4 separate regions of the Mus musculus genome follow, and regions 2, 3 and 4 are each linked to region 1. Evidence: chromatin contacts called from public HiChIP or PLAC-seq and promoter capture Hi-C data. All regions are on one chromosome and are shown on one strand. The core of a region is the stretch at or near the end of the contact, and the rest is flanking DNA. Distances in the headings are between cores, read along the strand shown.

What was found. Promoter capture Hi-C pulls out the DNA fragments that hold promoters and counts their contacts. HiChIP or PLAC-seq counts read pairs in DNA pulled down with a chosen protein or histone mark. Capture Hi-C pulls out chosen DNA fragments and counts their contacts.
Region 2: a contact with region 1 is called in a promoter capture Hi-C map of 3T3-L1-derived adipocytes, with 4 times the contacts expected there. The contact joins the promoter of Zfp202 here to the promoter of Tbrg1 in region 1. A contact is called at or near these places in 8 of 39 promoter capture datasets (the 3T3-L1 cell line, 3T3-L1-derived adipocytes, cranial neural crest and 5 more) and 2 of 115 datasets of contacts at active chromatin or transcription factors (embryonic stem cells and stem cell-derived neural progenitor cells).
Region 3: a contact with region 1 is called in a promoter capture Hi-C map of liver, with 2.3 times the contacts expected there. The contact joins the promoter of Tirap here to the promoter of Tbrg1 in region 1. A contact is called at or near these places in 3 of 39 promoter capture datasets (cranial neural crest, liver and pre-B cells) and 1 of 9 other capture datasets (liver).
Region 4: an H3K4me3 HiChIP or PLAC-seq map of stem cell-derived neural progenitor cells shows a contact between it and region 1, with 7 times the contacts expected there. The contact joins the promoter of Hyls1 here to the promoter of Tbrg1 in region 1. A contact is called at or near these places in 6 of 39 promoter capture datasets (the 3T3-L1 cell line, cranial neural crest, hippocampal neurons and 2 more), 2 of 484 Hi-C or Micro-C datasets (B cells and the G1E-ER4 cell line), 3 of 115 datasets of contacts at active chromatin or transcription factors (astrocytes, embryonic forebrain and stem cell-derived neural progenitor cells) and 3 of 9 other capture datasets (adipose tissue, embryonic stem cells and liver).

The regions. Positions count from the first base shown.
Region 1 is chr9:37,656,052-37,658,568 of GRCm38.p6, forward strand. It overlaps Tbrg1 (transforming growth factor beta regulated gene 1), which reads right to left and starts at 1,261. Exons shown (of 9, transcript NM_025289.3): 1 at 947-1,261. The coding sequence starts at 1,093.
Region 2 is chr9:40,191,060-40,193,576 of GRCm38.p6, forward strand. It overlaps Zfp202 (zinc finger protein 202), which reads left to right and starts at 1,257. Exons shown (of 7, transcript NM_030713.2): 1 at 1,257-1,378.
Region 3 is chr9:35,198,709-35,201,225 of GRCm38.p6, forward strand. Tirap (toll-interleukin 1 receptor (TIR) domain-containing adaptor protein) reads right to left here and starts at 1,257. Exons shown (of 7, transcript NM_054096.2): 1 at 1,149-1,257; 2 at 503-611.
Region 4 is chr9:35,568,809-35,571,325 of GRCm38.p6, forward strand. Hyls1 (HYLS1, centriolar and ciliogenesis associated) reads right to left here and starts at 1,261. Exons shown (of 4, transcript NM_029762.1): 1 at 1,069-1,261.

The DNA.
Region 1 (2,517 bases), core at 11-2,510:
CATAAGATCTTTGTATACTTAACGAAACCAACACTATCTTTAAATGTCGACTTGTAAGCATTAGGCAGGCTCTGACATCATGTGACAAGAGAGAACAGTGAGTATAAGGTGTTGACTTCCTGATTTACTCATATTTCCCTCGACACATATACAAGCGTTAAATGTTTTAGCAACAACAAATTGAAAGTCAAAACTTTTCCCGATACGTCTACAAAGACCTTGTAGAAAGAAGTGTTAAACTGCAGGTTCAGATGTGAGGGTATATGGACCGTATACCTATTACCAAGCAAGCACTGAGGTGACTGGCTAAGCTAGAATAGTCTATTTATTAGACTGTTATCAGATTTATTAGACCCTAATACTTCTTGGCTGGTAAAGAAGTTTACTCATCAAATCCTAAATCCCTACAATTAAAGCAGGAAGTGTCTATACACCTCAGCAGGAGGAGGTAGCCTGTTTCCTGATGTTGAGTTCCACTTTCAGTTTCGGATGGAGGGAAGGCAGAAACACCTAGAAGCCTCGTCAAAGGGAGCTACAACCAGGACAATTTTGAAAGATTTAGGTGCCTGTTTACGAAAGCGGCAGCCATGGCGTTAGGGTTGGGTGTACTTAGGAAACAGGCTGTGTAGAGTAAATAATAAACTGGAATCAGGGTATCCAAGTTGGAGTTAGGGCACGTCATCCCTCTGGGCTTCATTTCAGTGTGCTCGCCTTAAAAGACACTCCTTAGGCTCGAAACGAAAAGTAGCAAGAAGGTAATGACTAAAGTTTGCTGGCGGAGCACTCTTCAGTCCTCATTTATAGAGGAGTTGACAGGACTAGAGGAATAACTTATGCAAGGATATGGAACTAATATTCCCAAGCGAGGCAACTAACACTGGACGGATATTCTTTCTCTGAGAGAGTTGAGGTGGGGAAGACAGTCCCCACCCAAACCCAGACTCACAAACACCGTGGCCTTAGCTGCTCTGCGCAGCCGCAGGTACTTCAGCCGGTACTTCTCGTTCTGGCTCTTCCTCGGGAGCCTTTTCATCCTGGCCTTGCTGGACAGCGGGGTGCGCGGCTCGGAGGCCAGGCCGCTCAACACGCTCATGATCAGACCGGGTTCTGGAGCTCCGGGGCGCGGAGGGGATGGAGCGCAGGCAGAAACAGATGGCGATCCTCGGCACTTCCCAGTCGATTTCCCAAGGAAGACCCGCCGGAAGTTGCGCAAAAGCACCGCCACGTGTAACTTCCGGGTTTGGAAGTTGCGGTGGTTCGGACCTAGCGGTGGGCTGGGAGGACGGGTGTGGCTCAGGGTTGCAAGGAGCTGGAGCTGGAAAGAACCGGTCCTACCCGGCTGATAGCCAGCGAAGTAGGGAAGAGTTTAAAGTCCTGATGCAGACGCTCAGGCAGGTGCCCTCAGGGAATGCACGTCCACATCTGCTTTCCCAGGTTGCTCTGAGCAGCAGGCCTTCCTGGGGTTTTAGCAGACTTAAATACTAATGCGGGGAACTCAGTTTCCCATATGTGCTGATCGCACAAGTGTTTCTTAGGCTGTGAACTTCGGGGATAGTAAAACAAGACCTTGATTGCCCCAAAGCTTGGTATCTAGTTAGCAAACTGTTTTAATAAAATGTTAAGTAGCACAAGGTCGGCTTTCAGTGGTTTTAAAATGAAACCAGGAGCGTTTCAAGTACACATACTTCCTATCGTTTTTTTCTTTCAGTAGTGTCAAACCAATTGACTGAGCCTCTTTTTCACATTTTGTTTTTGTTGTTTGTTTTCTCCCTCTCAAAGTAAGAAATGAGATGGGGTGGATTTCCAAACTAGTGTACTCATATAAAAGATAATTATTGTTAAATTCTCCAAATCTAGACGTTTACGGTTGTACATGGAAGCCAAGAAGTATGTTACATAATTAACGCGCTCACTGAATTACTAGAGAAAAACCTAATACTGATAAAGACAACTTAGAATTCAGTAAGTGATCCAAGTATTTAATCTCTGAAAACTGTAAAAACCATTGCAGTTTTGACAAACTGCAACCCAAGAGAAAAAGCGTGTAGATACTCTTCTATGACTGCCCATGTAACAAGCTGCTTTTTTTGAACTTGGTTGGGTCTTAATAATGCAACTCCAGGGTACCATTTGCCTTCACAAATACCTAAGGTGCTCCTGTGGATTTAGTTGGTTTTAAAAGCCATCAGAATTGTGACAACTTATAAAATACACTGCTTTGAAAATATATACTGGAATTCTAGCTTGGAATCTGAAAGCACTCATAGTAATCGAAATTGACTTTATTCTTAATAAAGCGTTAGTTTTAACTGCCTGATTTGCTGTTTAGCTGCATTTTGTTCTCATAGACTTTGACATCTATCTGACTTTTTGTATTATTCATCTTCTTCGTGTGTTGTGTCTATGAGGAGGAAAGTCCCAGCCTCTGCTTTAGTTGAAAGCTCTTTTGGCCAGTAGACTTCAGTGGAATAGTCCCAAACATGTTTATTATTATTTTTTTTTTTCACTTGAGACTTT
Region 2 (2,517 bases), core at 7-2,506, 2.5 Mb after region 1:
AGAAAGGCTCCAAGTAACAGAAAAAGCATACTTTGGCTCTGTCCAGTGTCCTCAGATAAAGATTTAAAAAAAAAAAAAAAAAAAAAAAAAAAAAAAAAAAAACGAAGGGGAGGAGGAGGGGGAAGAGGAACAGGAAGAGGAAGAGGAGGAGGAGGGGAAAAGTATACCTTAGTCAGGACTCAGAAGGGCAGACAGACCTGCCCATTCTGGCACTGACTGCCTGAACTGAACAGAATCAGGTTTCTGAAAAAGTACATTATCTATCTCATTAAAGGGATACCGTCACCAACTCCCATGTCTTTTACCACGGTATTAAGTGAACTTGCATTCTGGTGGGGTGGTCAGGTGATTGGCTGGGCACAACTGGATTAAATCTCACGATTGCTCGGTCTTCAGCCAGGCTAGAGGTAGACTCCATCCACTCCTTTGACCGAAGAACAGTCTTCCAGTTGGGGCTTCAACAAAGCTTTGATCAAGGGTGTTGTAACACCCTCTGCAGAACACAGCTGCCTCTCTAGCAAAAGCAATTAACATGTCCAGTTCAAAGTATGCTAAGCAGTCTCGAGCAGTTTGTCCCATGAACGGAAACGGTTTTCAAGAAATGGCTGAAAGGAGAAGACTTGCACATGTCACCATGTGACATTCAGGGCAAGATGGACTATAGAAGTGTTAGGGACAAAGACAAAAATGAACAACTTAGATCAGGGAAGACAGTGGCAAAGAGGCACCAAAATAGCACACAAAGGTTAATAGACAACACCACCATTTCCTTACTGAGCTTCAGTCTACCTTCCAGTTTTTAGTTCTAAGACCAACAGTTTGTGTTTTTTCAAGACGGACAGAGTTGACAGGCAGATGTTCTGGCGGCCCGGCAACAGCTGTGCATGAAGGAGCCAGCATTCAAATCTAAACCTTTCTTTTTTTATTCTTCCATGCTTGAAGGAAAAGAAAACTGCGTGGGAAGGAGGGGATTCTCTTGTGGAGATGTAGATACCAAAACCAACATGAAAGATGAAAACAAAACCCTGTAGGAAGTGGACAATGAATACCACGCCTAGGAAGGTGATGGGTTTGCCGCAAAGGGGACTGGCCATAGAGGGCAGCAGTCCAGGGAATGCTTCCCGGCATGGGTCTCACTGGAGAAGCCCCAGGCTTCGACCAACAGGAACACAACGAGTGGACCAAACCTCCTACAGCCTAGACAGGCTCCAGCACCCCTTGGAGGTGGGGCGAGTGGTCGCTTCCGGTTCCGGGCGCAGAGGACCCACGTGTTCCGACCCGCTGGGCCCCGCGCGACTCGGATCCCGCTCGGCTCTTTCGGCCGGGAGTGGGTGGGGGAGCACCGGGCAGGGGAGGAGCCGCCGGAGCCGCGGGAGACGTGAGTGTCGGGGACCTGGCCGGCGAGCGGGCACCGCAGCGGGCGGGGAGGGAAGGGCAGGAGCATTGGGAGGGGCAGCAGACCCCGCCCCCCCGGCGCCGGGGGACAGCGCCTGCCAGGGAAGGGGTGGCGGCGGGGTCCCCGCGGCCTGGGCGTTGTAACCATGTCACCTCCTCGCGGCCAGAGCCGGGACGTCCGGAGACAAGGGTGGCACTCCAGGCTTCTCTGCCCAGCCACCTCCTTCCGCCCCCTCTGGGGGCCTGCGGACATGCACTGTGCCCCTCGGATTGCGTCCATACCAACCGCTCCGGTGCGCTAGAAGCCAGTGGGGTGTAGCCTAGGCCCCTTGACGCCCACCTTCCCCTCTCTTCAGACTTTTCACTCTGCATCGCACATTGCTCCAGAGCCCTCCCTGCAGGTTTTGCCTTCCCTCCTTCCCAGCGAACCCCGCCCCCTTCACATGCGATCTTATCACCTGTGATCCTTGCCAGTCCTTGGCCGTCTAGCGTGTGGCTCTCACCTGGCTTAGTGACAGGCTCAGAACTTCCCTGTAGAGCTAGAGGCTACTGTCTGCACTGTCTGAACTTCTTTCTTCCTACCCCTGACAACCAGCTCGGGGACCTCTTCTCCAGCTCATCTCACCATCTGCGGGACTTTCCATAGTGGACTGAAAGTTTGCTAGTTTTTTATTCCATGGCCGACCTGGTCCTCTCACACACTTTCCCCTGGGCTGTGGCTGTCTCGTATTCTACACATGGATAGCGCTGTCTTTTCTCTGTGCAGAACTCCCCAAAGGGAGATCTCTAGGTCCAGCTTATCGTCTTGGTCGTGGTTAGGAGTGCCACATCTAGGGTTTTGCTGTCAGGTTATTCTGTCCATAGTCTACAGGTGAAAGGCAGTAGGGAAAGCTTGGGGCAACGAAGTCACAAGGCATCTCTCTGTGCAGCTTTTTCTTTGAAGCAGCCCCATGGACCTTAATCCAGAAAACAGTTTCAATGAAGTGTCAGGATGGCTGTGAGAAGCTTGCTAGGAGAAGCAAGTGACAGTGGGATATTTGGAGGCCATCAAATATCTTGAGTCACTTTCTGCTATTGCTGCCTAACATAAAAGGGTTAGGAGGAAGGCAGTACATTTTTCTT
Region 3 (2,517 bases), core at 7-2,506, 2.5 Mb before region 1:
GGCTGGCCCTGAACTTACCTCTTCTCACCTCCACCAGCGTGCTGGGATCACAGGTGTCTGCTGTGATAGCCAGCAAGCACAGTTTTTATTTTTAGCTTAGAAAATGTTCGTTTCTGTGCATGGATGTTTTGCCTGTGTGTGTGTGTGTGTGTCTATATATCACTTTCATGCCATGTGCCTGTAGAGGCCAGAGAGGGCATTGGGTCATCCGGAACCAGAGTTTGTGACAGAGATGTTTGTGAGCCACTATGTGGGTGAGGAGATTCAACTAGGGTCCTCTGAAACAGCAGCCAGTGCTCTTAACCACCGAGCCTCTGCTCTGGCCCCAAACACAACTGTTTTAGAAAGCTACTGCACACTATCAAACTGAGCAAAGGTACAAAAGTCACACAAACTCAAAACAGGCCAAAGCTGAAAACAACCATGTTCAGTAAATCGGATGACCAGTCCACAGTCCACCTTTTCGACATGATGTTATACATCAAGCAGCATATGTACGTACATAGACTTACTGTTCTGGATGCAGGTTACACAAGAAAGCCTGTGAAAAGTGGCTTGGTAGGACTCGGGATCTGTGTTTCGGTATGCTGGTTGATATTGTTTCTTAAAGTCTGAAAACAAAGCAAGGCTTCCTCTGAGTCATTCCTGGGTAGGTCTGTCCGATGGAGAACTCCCTACTTCCTTCTCTAGTTGCGCTTCTCGGGTTTCTGGTTTACCTGCCAGCCAGTGTCTGACCTAAGGACCGAACTGTTCCTACTCCCCTAGTCCCTCTGGTACTTGGCACTGTAGTAATCCCTGGTGGATGCCCGTTAAATGACCGTGATAGCAACGCCCAGTGGGTTCTTAACTTTAAATAAAGTGACACTAATGCAGAACTTTGCCACAAAGTCAAGCCCAGAGGGGCCAGGTTATGACAGGGCAGAGACTTCAGGGAGCTAGGGAGAGCCACTTGATGTGGCCGGACTGCTTGAAGCCCAGCCGGACTAACAGCTCCATGCTGGCATCGGTGCCACAGAAAGGTGGCGGCTTTCGGGGGAGTGCTGGACCCCAGATTGGAAGGGGCGGATCAGGGGAGCGTTGTCCCGGGGAAAGGGCTGACTCGGCAGGGCCCGTCCGCCCACCGCCCCGCGTCCCCGCCGCCCGCTCACCTACGCGGCTCCACGCTGCGGGTTGCAGACTCGTCCGGGAAGTGCCCGCGCCCCGGCTCCCGGAAGCTCCTCGGCCACGGCCCTCCCGCCCGCACTAGCCACTCTCCTGCCCACACCCGCCGGCCGGACCCTAGGGGGCGCTCGCCAGTCCGCGTCGCTCAAGATTCCCAGCTGCCTGGTTACGACCCGAGGCTGAACCCAGACACCCGAGCTCCCTGAGGCTGCCGTGAAGCCCTGAGCCGCGGTTTGTCTTGTGTGAGGGCAAAGGGACGAGGAGAAAACTCCAGAAAGGGAGGTGCAGACCTTACCTTCTTTCGCACGGTTGGGGAAAATGAGACTTTCATCCCCTTAAGTAAGGTAGGTTAAGTGGACAAAGAAGCCGGCTAGCCCCTGGGAGGTCCGTTCTTTTACTGGGATATGGGTCCCATTAAGGTTGCTGCCCACAGGCTGGAATCAGTCTGGCCAAAAGTGCTGGCCTTCAGGGCAGGGATTTCCTAATGGCATTTCAACTGCATTTCCAAGGGTACCAAAATAACTGCAAAAAAAGGGTGGCTGGGCAAAGTGTTGGTAAGCCCTGATGAAATATTTAAGTCCTCTGCCTCCACTTCTTAGAGTTCCTGCTGTGAGCTTTGTGAAACGCCAAGGGAATATTGTTATTAAAACACCAACCTAAAACCAACTCACATGAAATACTGCAGGTGGCAGGAGTAGAATGGGCTGGTGTAAGGCCTTATTAGCCCACTCTTGATTTCTTTTTCTCTCCAGCCAAGCCAACCTGTAACTTGTTCAGAGGGAGGCAGTTGATGCCGTGGCGCTGTTCATGAATGATCTTTCTAGGTTTACTCATCAAAATTACATTCTCTGGATGCTGGTGTTGTGAGAGATGAATATTCATAAGAATTCCTGGAAAGCAATTGTGTCTGCAAAGGCTGACTTACTGATTAGAACTGCAGTGAGTTGGAGAGATAGGAATATTGCCTGTCCGGAGGCTCAGCTAGCTCTAAACCCCACGGATCGGCCAGCCATACCTTGAGCAGATCCCTAGCTGCCCAACCCGAAAGCTATCATCAGATAACACCTGAGTCCTACAGCAAAGGTCTCCCCAGCCCCAGTCTTGCTGTACTGCCTCTGCGATGTGCCCGACAATGTATTTTAAACTTGGCTTGATTTATGACTTTGTTCTGTAACAATTTAAAACGTTGTGAAGCTCCTTCCACACTGAAACATGCAGTTTAGGATAACCTAAATCTATATTCCTGGGACGTGGTCACTCAGGTATGGCTCAAGAATAAACCATTTCTTTTTTTTTTTTTTTTTTTTTTTAGCATATCTAAACCCTTTTTTTTTTAAAAGATTTTATTTATTTATT
Region 4 (2,517 bases), core at 11-2,510, 2.1 Mb before region 1:
AAAGTAGGACTGAATGTTAGAAAAATGTAAAGTAGGGAATAAAGCTTACTTCACTTAAAAAGTGGAATTACTTCAAAAGGTTTTGAAGTTTAATTGAGACATGTATATATCTCTTCTGGAGTTGGCCTGGGGTGATTTTAGACTAAAGCCAAGATGATTTTTAATGGCATCCTTACAGTGATAAAGTCCTGTTCCTTTGTGTTCAAATTATGTCCCCTTCATTTTTACACCTCAAATATGTAGATGCTTACAAGTGAAATGCAACTTCTCATGTTTATAGGTTATACTCAGTTCCTTTGCTTACAACGATCTCACAAGCTAAGCCATCTTATATATCGAGGATAAATATGGGTAATAGTGACTAAAATTACCTTTCCCTTAAAAACAAAAAACCCTCAAACAGTTTAATGCTCCAGGATTACCTAGTTACAGTAAAAAGATTCAGGGCTGGGGGGTGGGGTGGGATTTTTAACCCTTTAAATTCCTGTATTTGGCTATAACTGAAATTATGGTGCAATTTAACTTCTAAATTGAATGACAAACTGCTCTCTAGAAAAACTGATTATTACCTCAACACACGCGTTAGAGTGCCTCTATTTTCACTTTCATCAGCACTGCACACTGAAAAAACCTAGCCAACTTGAAAGAAAGGGCACAGTGATATTTTTGTTTGTATTGTATAGTTTTTATACGGGTTTTCTCACTCTTTCTGGGGTAAGATCACCCAGAGGGGTTCCTTCAGTTTTACTTGCTATCCTAAATCCTAAGCAAGCCGGCTGTACACTTGAATCCACGGAAGGTGTAACCCAAACCTGAGGCTACTTCCCTGCTCTTCCAACAATAACACCACCAGTCGCACCATCTGGCCACGGGCGTGCCGTGAGCTCGACTTCCCCAGGGACCCGTCCCCGTTTCCATGCTGGCAGGGAGGGCTCTGTCCACTCGCTTGCCCACCGGGCAAAAGTGGCGCAGGCAAGGTGTACATTACATTGTGACCTGCAGGGGCTTGGGCGGCCTGTGCTCGGGCTGCGAGTTAAAGACGTCCCGAGCAACGCTGCCGAGATTTACCTTGAACGCCAGAACCTGGCAGGGAAGAAAACGCGAATCCACGCGCAGCGGCCGAGGGAAAGAGCGTGGGCTCCGCTGCACCCTGTCCCAGGAAAGGTCCACCGCTCCGGCTCCGTGATCCTCACCAGCCTCGGCCGCCGCTGCCCAGGGTCTAGCAGTCGCGGCTCACCCCGGAACGCTGTTTCCCACTCGCGCAGGCGCACGACACCTCCACGTTCAGCGTAGTCGTTAACGGTCCGCTGTTCAAGTTTAAATCCCGAAGAGAGCCCACGCCTTTGGCTCCGCCCACCATCTCTCTCGTTGGTCCAGAGGCCAGACGTTCTCCACGTCTACATAACGATTGGTGCACATTTTCTCTAAGCCCTCCCCAACCTCGGGCCCGGAAGCGGGGTTTGGGGCGTGGAGCTGAAGTGGGAACCCGCCGGACCGTGGCGCGGAATCTGTTTCTTGGTCGTGTGGGTGTTAGTCTGGCGGTTAGGCAACGGGCTGGCCCTGCTCCGTGCCGCAGCCGCTCTTGGCTGTGGCCGGCGGCGTCGGAGGGTAGCGGAGGGGAGGGTTCTGGGGCGTGGCTGGCCCGGCTCGTGAGTCGGTCTCCACTGCAACCCGCGATAGGACCGCCCGACCAATTCCAGCTGCAGCGGTCCCCGCGGCACGGTATGCACTCTTCCAGAACGCACTATTATTGCCCTCCTTTTCTAGCGTACTGTTAACAAAATAGTATAATAAAAATATTACATGTATGTCTGACGTTTACAATGATTTGTGTACTTACAAAGAAAAAAAAAGGGACCCTAGTGCTTTGGGGACTACTGAGGGTAAGATCGGAAAAGAGGCCCCCATCCCCCGTACTTTAACTTTCTACATCAAATACAAATAGGTGTTTATTTCTTAATATATAGAAAGCTGGGTTGTTAAGATAGCTCTGGGGTTAAGAGCACGGGTTGCTCTTCCATAGGTCCTGAGTTCAATTCCTAGTAATCACATAGTTGCACATGGTTGGCTCATAAAGGGATCTTATGCTCTCTTCTGGGAGCGGGTGTTCATCAGACAGAGCACTCATACGTACCCCCACCCCTCAAATGCTAGAATGCTTAAATCTTCCAAACAATTCTTTTTTTGTTGAGGTTTTTTTTTTTTTTTTTTGCTTTTTGAGACAGGGTTTCTCTGTATATCCCTGGCTGTCCTGGAATTTACTTTGTAGACCAGGCTGGCCTCAAACTCAGAAATCCACCTGCCTCTGCCTCTTATCACTTGCCTACTTAGCTTTTTAATCAGGGCCCTTGCTCTACCTCTGAGGCAGTTAAGAATTTATGAAAACTGAATGACTACCCCTTGATGGACAATGTGACACTACTTTATTACACACATTCTTAGGACAAATATCCTGCTTTCATGTAATGCTTGTATGGAATTTCCTTTAGCATGGAACCTCCAGCTAATGTGTCTTAA